Linked DNA regions of Gossypium arboreum: region 2 is linked to region 1. Evidence: chromatin contacts called from public Hi-C data. All regions are on one chromosome and are shown on one strand. Each heading gives the region's core, a stretch centred on a gene start, on an enhancer-like site or on the middle of the called end of the contact. The rest is flanking DNA. Distances are from core to core; before and after follow the strand shown.

Region 1 (5,153 bases), core at 1,490-3,989:
ACCATAATCTCAACATTCGTAGCAGTACTGTAAAGAACAATAATGCTTTCATCAGTGCTTAGTCATCTAAACATTGAATAACCCACCTAGATATGAGGGAAATTAGAAGAGTATGTAGGAATAGAGATAAAAACCCAATACCTACGCTCCTTGAACTGACTCCTGGCCTTTACCATAATCTCAACACGGCTTCTTGAATGTTTTTCAACTTGAGCTTCCACCCAGATGAGCGGTTTTACCTAAAAGCAGAAGTAATCACCAAAATCAGTCATCAAAAGAATAAGCAATTAGAAGAAAGAAAGAAAGGGAGTGAAAATTCATAAGAAAAATGGTTAACCTGAGTGCTGAGTCTGTATGTCATGAGATCAAAGGAACCATCAGGAGGTATGAAAGATATAGTTCGGTCATTTTCAAATCGGGCCAGACGTACACACCTAGGACAAAGCATTAATGAGGGAAATTTGCACCATCAGACTTCAGTAGCTGTTACACCCAAAGCTTAAGAAAAAGCATATATAAAAACCAGAGTAAAAGTAGAAAAGAGAGTCAGGTTACGTACTGATGAAACTTTATGTCCTCCAAATCAATCGCCTTTCCCTTTGTTGCTCGTCCCTGTGCCTCAAGCAATACTCTATCATTTAGGCCAAGTTTACACTCGGGCATGCCACTGAAAAGGAAAATTGAACCCAAATAAATATACAGCCTAAAATAGAACTTCCAAAATGAAAGGATACCATGCCAAACTTTTGAGAGCTTCCAGCATTACCGACATGAATGACACGGCGACCAGAAGTTTCAAATGAATGGTGCAGTAAACAAGGGTGCGAAATTGTGATGGAGAGACACCAATTCCCACTTCCAAATTAATAATGCTCTTTTTAAGATTGCAGAAAGATATATATATATATATATATATCTTGAAATCCAGGTCTCATCATATCAATTGCCAACCACTTCAATCAGCATCACCTTTTTTCCTAAAGAAATTGATATCCGCTTAACTTTTATTTGCAACTTGCAAATTACACAGTATCATCATTCTCTCTAAAATGCAATATTTGTTTAAATATAAGTTTTGCTACATTTGATACTTTTTTATATTTCCATTTTAAATCTATTCACGAAAATAAGCAATTACACTCTAGAAGTAAAGATAGATTTCTGCATTGATTAAAGCATATTCCCTTAAGATGGACCAATACCATATATCATCAAACAACCAGAAAACACACCTCAAATAAGTTCTCATCTTCAACGCCCCAACAACATCTGACCTAATTATTTGTCCATTGCTGTTGACAAGTATGTTCACGCTTTCTACCACATCCAAAAACACCTGAAATTAAAGAACGAATCTTCATAAGCTAGTGTCTCAAATGTGTTGATAAATAACTCAAAAATGACAACTATAAAAAAAGTGACCTACTTCATTCTTCTTGTAGTTTATTCCTTCACTCCGCCAAGAGACTGCATTTGTAACAGCCATTGGAGGTCTCTGTGTAACCTCCATCCTATAAGCATCAGTCTTGATAAACTCACTAAGTATTTTTGCTTCAGTGTATTGGGGGTAGCCAAAATCCATAATCTCATCAAGTAACTCATACTGGAAAATGCATAAAAAAAGAGCCAATTATAAACTCTTCTACAAAGATTATAAACCAATATCGTCCAACAAACAAAGCTGGAACTAGTTATCCTTAAAAAAAAAAAAAAAAAGGAAGTTTGATCTCCTCATACCACTACAACAAAGTTATCCCTAAGCGATTCCTCTTCTAATTCCTCGAAATAATGCTTAAAAACCTGAATTATTAATTCAGATCAATATAGAGAATCGAGATCACATATTAGTACTACATTAAAAAAATGTTTAGAAAAAAATTTAATGCAATTGAAAATTTGAAAATAAAGAAGGCATAAAACTAAAATTACCGAATTGGCTTACATCAACTACACGGTGAAGGAAGAAAAGAAGACTGGCAGCATTGCAATTCTGCCTTGTTGCAGTCATCAAGTACACGTTGCTGTGTTGTATAAACATGTACGTAACTCCATTATCATACACCACTGGATCTTGCGACTGCGGATCTCCCTGCGTACCAAATCCAAAGGTCCTCCGAATTCAATATTACGCTAACCACTTTGAGCACCATCAATTTAAAAACTGATTCGAAGTGTAGTTAAGCTTAATTCAAATTTTTTTAAAAAAAATTAAAGCAACAAAGAGAAGAAATATATTTATTCTAAACGGAAAAAAAAAATCAAATCGAAATCTGAAATTGACGAAAGAAAAAAAAACCTCTTTTTCGATGAGTTTGGTGAAGAAGCGTTCAGCTTGAGCAGCGGAGACGTCGCCACGGTAGTCACGCCACACCAGAACACGGCCCTTTATATCTAGAAGAAATAGTGCAGATGCTGCCCCCGCCATTTCTTCTTTTGTTTATATTTTTTGCCCGACGAAATCCCTAGCAATTTTGCAAATCAGATCGGTGCGGTTCACGGTTTCCTTAAGATCTGATTTGAATCAGAAGCGAGAAGAAAGATCTAAATGAAAGAAGTGCGAAGTTGAGCGAGCTTGTTGAAGCTGAACCATATTTTTTTAATGTTCGTTACGATCTGCCCTCTCCATACACACTAATTTACTTTTCTTTCTATTTCAGATTTTAAATGGAAGGCTTCAACTTTCATCTTCCCATACCTGTTTTCTTTTCCCGGTGCCAAATATTTTTAGAACGACGCCGCTTTATTTCGTTTGAAACTCACGCGCCAATGTTGTGAGTTGTTTTTGACATTTCCTACTTTATTTGACAATCTAATTTATATATAATTTACCACCAATGGGACGTGTTTCGCTTTCTTTTTAATTTAATTATTAGTGTTATTTTTATACTAATCATAAACAAATGCACGTTTCATCTAAAAGTGTTCTACATTCAAGGCAAAAGCTAAGAAAAATTTTTAGAGGGCCGAAATTAAATTAAATTTTTACGATAATAAAAGTATAATTTTATCATTTTAATAATTTATATCTTTATAATTTTTAAAGGATTAAATCAAATTTTTATCTTCTAAAGTACAATTTTACTTTTATTAATTTAAAATTTTAAAAATCCTAAATAAAAAAAAAATTTATTTTAGGAAGGTCAGGTCAGGACTCTTGTCAATCCCCTTAGCTACGCCCCTGCCTATATCTCTACTAACTGTCGTCTCCTTAAACCACTCAAATCATCATGTAAGATTGTCAACATCTTATCAAGAGGTTGGATGAAGCATCAAACCCCTAAAGGTCGACTAAAAGCAATCACAAGAATCCGTCCGCAGCTCAATTGCCTTCTCTAGGGGTGAGTGTTCGATCAAATCGAGTGAAAATTTTTTGAGTTAATCAAGTTCACGAGTCCAATTTTATCATCTTAACTCAATTTGAATTTTTTTTAGAATTAAGTCAAGTGAAATGAAATTTGAGTTAAGTCGAATCAAATGAAATTATTCGAGGCAAATTAAAAAATTAAATATGTTAAATAAAAATATTATTACAATATAACTAATTTTATGTTAGAACACATAAATTTGAAACTATATATATTTAAAAAAATTCAAAGCAAAAAAAATACTTGAGTATGATAAATTTGAATTATTAATTGGGTCCAAAATTTTATTTTAGAAATTTTAAAATTTTAAAATTCTTATATTTTTATAATTTTTATTAATATTTTAATTTTAAAATGATTTTGAATTATTTTATAATTTTTGTTGAGAGAAAGACTAATTTACTTATTTTCAAAGTTGACAGAGACCAAAAGGGTATCTGCATCAATTTGTTATTCGAATTATTCGAGTTATTCAAATTGTGAGGTTCAACTCGACTCAAACTCAAAACTCGAATCGAATTATTCGAGTAGACTCAAATAATTCGAATAACTCGATTCGATTAATTCGAAATTTAAATTTTATTTTTATTTTTCCTAATTGAATTGAGTTTTGCTCACCCTTAACTTTATCTGTAAATAATTTTTTTCCTTTTACTATATTACATTTATATGCCGTTTAAGTGTTAGTTATTCATATAAATTAAATTTTAATATACGAATAATTAATGTATTAAATTATGTTGTATTTTATCTTATATTTTTATTAGTTCCATATTTATCTAATTTAATCTTTTAAAGGATGGTAGAGTTTAAATCATGTTATATAATTGTCAAATATAATTATAATAATATCTCCAAATAAATCTCATGTTTATATAAATTTGAATAAGTTAATAATTCATATTTTATATAATTTAACACATTCATATTAGGTTAGTTTTTCCTATTACGTTTTATCGTATTTTAGTATTTTCTATTGTCATATTTTCTCTCTTCAAAATTATTAAATATTAACTATTAGGGTTTATGATTTTCTTCGATTAAAATTGTATATGTGACATACCACATTAAAATGTCAAAACAACCTATTTTATTATTTCACTTTATTGAAATGGTAGTATAGTGGTAAATTTATTTTTTTAAAAAATATCAGCAGCTTTTGCTTATTTTACGTTAAACCCCTGTAAAATTTAGATTTCACAATATATCCAAATTCAAATCATCTCCCAAATCAATTCTCAACACTTCGATATTTCGAAACATGCCGCAAACTAAGCAAATCACATTAAAACTATTTAATTAACTAATAATATTATAATTATAGCAACTAAAAGTTACTTTTTTTATGTCACAAATACCTATCTATAACCAAATGACTTTACTAAAAATCATGCACATGCCAATTTGAAACAAAACAAAATATACGAACTTTGTTGAGTATAGAATTTGTCGATTGAATGCTGACGACTTTGAGGACAAAATCTCAAAATACACCTAGCTTGCATATGAAAACAAGACCATTCGATGAGTATTAATTTCAAATGATATTACTCTAACTTACTCAATATAACATTAAATTTGAATAATTGGACTCAATTGATTTGTTTCTTCCTTAGACCAATTCAAGTATGTTTCATATCAAAGTTTGTCCAATACGTTAATATGCACATGTATCCCAAATAAAGCAAATGCGATATTTTAACTAACCAATCTATTTTAACGAACTTATTAACACTTTATGCTAACAATGTATGCAGCCTTATTCAACTTTGTCTCATTTTGTCATAT
Region 2 (5,080 bases), core at 815-3,314, 240 kb after region 1:
TCTCAAGGAATGTTGTGTTTCTTTAACAGGCAAAGGGGAGGGAATCAACTGGCACTGGATTTTATCATGAAGGTTATGAGGAACCATTGTTAATGCTTATGAAAAGAAGAGGTGTTCATTCTGGTTTAGTAGTGAAGGTTAGCACTTCATGTTAAATTAAAAAATGATTTGGTAAAGGAGTAAAAGAATAAATTTGGACTTTTCCTTTATGATATTCAAGATATCTTGATTCAATTTAAATTCTGAAAAAAATCAACGAGTAATCCAAACAAAACACTTAAATGTTTGAGACTACTCTTATTTAAGGGTGAAGAAGGTGCCCTCTCAATGACAACTAGGTTGCGATCAGCAAGCACATCAAAAGGACTTCCTGTGAACCATTGTTCTGGTTTTCGTTCGGTAGGCATGGAATCAGCTTGTGAAGTGGATGGTTCGTATTTAGCTTTGTATTGTTTAATCCATTTCGAAAGCTTTCTAGATATCCAATGGAAATAAGATTATTTGCAGAATTTTAATGCCAACCAATATCCTAATGTTGCAGGTGTATCACGTCCGAGTTTCAGGCTTGAGGTTAATGCAATGGACTATGGTTTTGAACCAACTGATACTCCCAAGAACCAATAGATCGGTAAAATTCAAAAATCCTTTTCTATATATCCCCTTCCAACCAACCACCACAAAGGGTGGATATGAAACTCCTCTTTGCCTCAGTCTCTTATGTCTGTTATTTTTGAAAACCTGTTGTCAAATGACCATGTTTGCTATAATATATCAGGTATCGAAGAATATCGAGTTGGGTTTGGCAGCTCTTCGAGGTGAAAAAGGGCCGGCATATGACCGGATTGTTTTGAATGCTGGAATTGTGGATCATTTACTAGGATGTGATGGGGCAGAAGACGTTCCTTAGCTTTGGAAAGAGCCAAAGAAGCCATTGACAGTGGTAAGGCCCATAAGAGGCTCCTAAATTATATAAAGATGTCGCACAAAGTAAAATAATGAACTTGTATGGAGCACTGCCTGCTTCTCTCTCGCATTTTTTTGGTCTTTTTCTTAATTAGAGGAGAGAAAGTGGTCTTTTACAGATATCTTTTCTATATCTGTTTTTTGATAGCATTAAAATTTTGTACCATCTAAAAATTAGTTGCAAATCCAATGTCATTGATTAATTGTTTTTTTCTATATATTTACTATCCTCAAAAGTAATTCTCTTAAAAGAAAGTTCGAGTTTAGGTAAAATATTTATATATATTTTATAAATATAATATATTCATTCATTGTCTTTTTATTTATTTATACAATATTAAGAATGGGGATGAGATAACACAATTTGAACTCATGCCAAATGAACATCTGGTAAAAACTTTAACTACTATTTTATACGAGTCAAGATCATCACTTCATACAAATCAAAATTTATTCATTTATTGTTAATCAATTAAGTTTATTGATTTTTTTATTCCTAATTGGTCTCATATTATATCAAGTGATATGATTATACTGATATCTGTTCATTCCGGGTGAAGTTCATAGAGCAGCAACATTACCACCAATGAAAAAGGCATTCGCCATCCATCTTAAGACATTTAGCGTTTGGAGCAACAGGGTAAACAGTAGGAAAAGTGGAGGATGAGGAAGATGTTCTGTACGTCTTAATGGGCCTGGGCTGAAAAAATTTTTTGTAGGCAAGGATTTTTGGTTTGGGCTAACTAAATCCCTCAACATTTTCTTATGTAGAATTCTCTTCTTTTCAAGGTTAATAGATTTTCAGTTTTCTTACAAAGTATTGATGTATGATTCTGATTGGTTGGGCTAAATCTTGAAGGACTAGAAACTGCATTTGATCATGTTGAGTGATAGCATTTCACCAGTCTTTTAACAATTTTGTGAATCTAAAAATAAATTTAATGAGAATGTTGTAATTGTTATCTTCAATTAATTTACAAGTTTCTAACTAAAAATGAAATTCTTGAATCTTGTCTGGCCACTTTTCTAATGGTAAGTCGTCAAGAGTGAAAGATAAAAATAAATAAATAGCAATGATTGACCTTCGCTAATATTCATAATAATCATTCATGAAAGTTGACCAAATTACTACTACCATTTGCCATTAGCCATTAGATGAGAAAATTCCTCTAAAGAATGGAACGTGAACCACACTTGGGAGTTGGTGAGAGCGACCAATGTTGAACATGAGTCCAAAGAAGATGTGAGGGAGTCCCCAAAGGGTTCATTATCTACCAATAACTCACAGTTTGAAGCTACACCACACCTCGCCGATCAATTTTATCCTTTGTGTTTTGATCTTTTAAGATAAAACACAGCATCCCCACATTTTCAAAATAAATCCCCTTTTTCAGTGGCTCTGCTGCTGCCACTGCTTTCAAATCCTTACACACTGCCACATCTTTATATATATCAATTCTTTATTTGTATATATTGCCTTTCCCTGACATGAAAAAGTCTCTGACACTTGCAACACAATAAACTACACATAAAATCTGTGCCTGCCCTTTGCTCTGCACACCTCGGGATATCAGTTTCAACTCCACTCATCCCACGGGTTACTCTCGTTTACGGAGTTTTTTTCTGTTCTGCACTTCCCTGTTTAGTTTTAAGGGTGAACTGTTTGGATTTTCTGGTAATTCATGATTTATTGAGTTTAGGTCCTGAATTTTACGGATTCTTGGTTTTGGTGTAAGGTAACCGTGTGATTTTGTTGATAGACTATTGATTATTGACTGTTTTCAAACTTCTAAATGCATTTCTATGCCTGGATTTTCTAGTATTCTGGCTTGGCTCCATATTCACTGATAATTGCATTGATCGCATCGCAAGAGGCTCTCTTTCACTTTATGATTTTCCTTTTAATCCTTTCCATTAATGCATGTTTTCCTATCATATGAACCTTAGAGCCGATGTTTGTTTTTCCTATGTTTGTTTTTCCTTTTCAAATGTTTAGACCCGATTTTAAGATTTAGGATTAGAGCGAATTTATAGTGATTATATTATAACGTTCGAATTGTTTTGCTGATTGTTACTCTCGTATTGGAACTGGAAAGCCAACTAATAAACTTATATGCAAAACCAAAATGTTAAATTAGACTTATGCTTTGTAGTTCTCTTACAGGTTGAGTACCGAGTCCATATATTGGTAAGTTCAAGGAAGGAACTTGGGCATCATGGGTCTTAAGGCATTAGACTATGAGACAATGAATGAAAACGTGAAGAAAGTTCAATATGCAGTTAGAGGTGAGTTGTATCTTCGAGCTTCTGAGCTTCAGAAGGAAGGGAAGAAGGTATGTTTTTCCTGCTTTCTTCTTATTTTATTTCAGCATGCAGTTCTGCTTCGTATGCTGAATTCGCAGAGTTTTATATGTTGGTGCTTTTAGCTTTTGCTATCAACAGAGAATGTGTAAATGCCTATTTCCTACATATTCTTTGTTGGGGTATTTAAAACCATACTGTTGTTCTTAGATATTTTTGAAAACTTATCATAATTAGTATAATCACAGTTTGAGCTAGACTTAGAGTACTTATTTACCATTCAAGGACTCCGGGTGTAAGAGTTAGGGGAGTTAACAAGATTCCCTTGGTCTGGGTTAATAGTTCTAACCAGGTCCTCTCAGAAATTTTAGCTTAATTAAAGGCTGATTGCTGCATTTTTCTCGAGGACAGTGATAATCAAAAGGCCTCTCTCTGTGCCGTAGGTTTCATTTCCCGACATGTTCTCCTGTACTTATTTACCATTCAAGTACATGCAGCTTGTACTTATGACATCTTTTTATTAGTTCTTTATTTATTTTTTTAATTGTAACTTATTTAGTGCCTTTTGAGTATTAAGTGATTGTACTCCTAGTTTCCTAGATAAATGCCTCCTTGATTCTATTTTCATCTTTTGTCCGAAAGCTTCTCAAGGAGGGATTCCTTGTGTCAAACACAATTAAAATGTCTACATGAACCTCTATGCAGTATATGAAATCCACTGTTGACTGGGGGAGCATTCATTTCGAAGTATCTAGTGCTTCTTTATAAGAATCAATTTCAGAAGTTATATGTTTTGGTGTTTTGGTTGATTATTTTGCATGTCACTACTGAGTGGAGCTCCAAAAACATGGCACTATTAGATTTTTTATTAAAAAAAATAATGTGGATATGTTAATTCGTTTAGCTGCTTTTATTTTTATGTCTGCAGATTATTTTCACAAATGTTGGCAATCCTCATGCTCTTGGACAGAAGCCACTGACTTTCCCTCGTCAGGTATATATATCAGTTCTATGATTTTAAGTTTTCATCTGTTGGAATTATTCTGTGTTGCTCATTCAGTTATTAATAGCATGTATTGAACCAACTAATCTGTGCTACTGCAGGTGGTTGCTTTGTGCCAAGCTCCATTTCTGCTAGATGATCCTAATGTAGGACTTATATTTCCCGCCGATGCCATTGCAAGAGCAAAACATTATCTTTCATTGACTTCTGGTGGTCTAGGTATATCATTGTGTTATTTATACGAAAATTGTTGTTAAACCACCTGAAATACCTCCTGTTTGTTTAATGACTTGCATTTTATTTTCTTCAGTCTACTTGTTAAATAATCTAATAATTTTTTAGTCATATATCTCTTCAATATTTGAGATTGCCAAGGTTTTTGTTCCTGTTCACCGTAACTTAAGAGTCCCAACATTCTACCAATAAACGGCATCACAATTGGCAATTTTTATCTTGTCATTTATTTGAAGTATTTTTATATTATGCTGAATGGTGTTATTTTAAATAAGTACTAATAATACATTTTAATTAACCCTTTCTTTCATATACCTTAGTCTTCAACTTTAGTTATTACTTACAAGTATTTTACTGTAGCTGATCCATGAACAGTGCCAAATGGTTTTCAGAATTTTAAGGAATTCGAACATAATCATCTACAATACAAATAACATTTGTTTGTTCCTTCACCATACATCTAGGTGCATATAGTGATTCCAGAGGTATTCCAGGCGTTAGGAAGGAGGTTGCTGAATTCATTGAGAGGCGTGATGGGTATCCTAGGTGATAATCTAGATACTATCACTCTTAATATCA

What was found. Hi-C and Micro-C count contacts between places; a contact is called where the count stands out from the background.
Region 2: a Hi-C map of leaf shows a contact between it and region 1, with 4 times the contacts expected there. The contact joins the promoter of LOC108473496 here to the promoter of LOC108476371 in region 1. A contact is called at or near these places in 2 of 5 Hi-C or Micro-C datasets (both in leaf).

The regions. Positions count from the first base shown.
Region 1 is chr3:16,008,901-16,014,053 of ASM2569848v2, forward strand. LOC108476371 (AP-1 complex subunit mu-2) reads right to left here and starts at 2,740. Exons shown (of 11, transcript XM_017778571.2): 1 at 2,297-2,740; 2 at 1,943-2,089; 3 at 1,738-1,800; 4 at 1,427-1,603; 5 at 1,233-1,336; 6 at 560-667; 7 at 338-434; 8 at 142-239; 9 at 1-27. The coding sequence starts at 2,425.
Region 2 is chr3:16,251,504-16,256,583 of ASM2569848v2, forward strand. LOC108473496 (glutamate--glyoxylate aminotransferase 2) reads left to right here and starts at 2,065. Exons shown (of 14, transcript XM_017775087.2): 1 at 2,065-2,560; 2 at 3,128-3,296; 3 at 4,193-4,258; 4 at 4,369-4,486; 5 at 4,966-5,047. The coding sequence starts at 3,180. It also overlaps the pseudogene LOC108471378.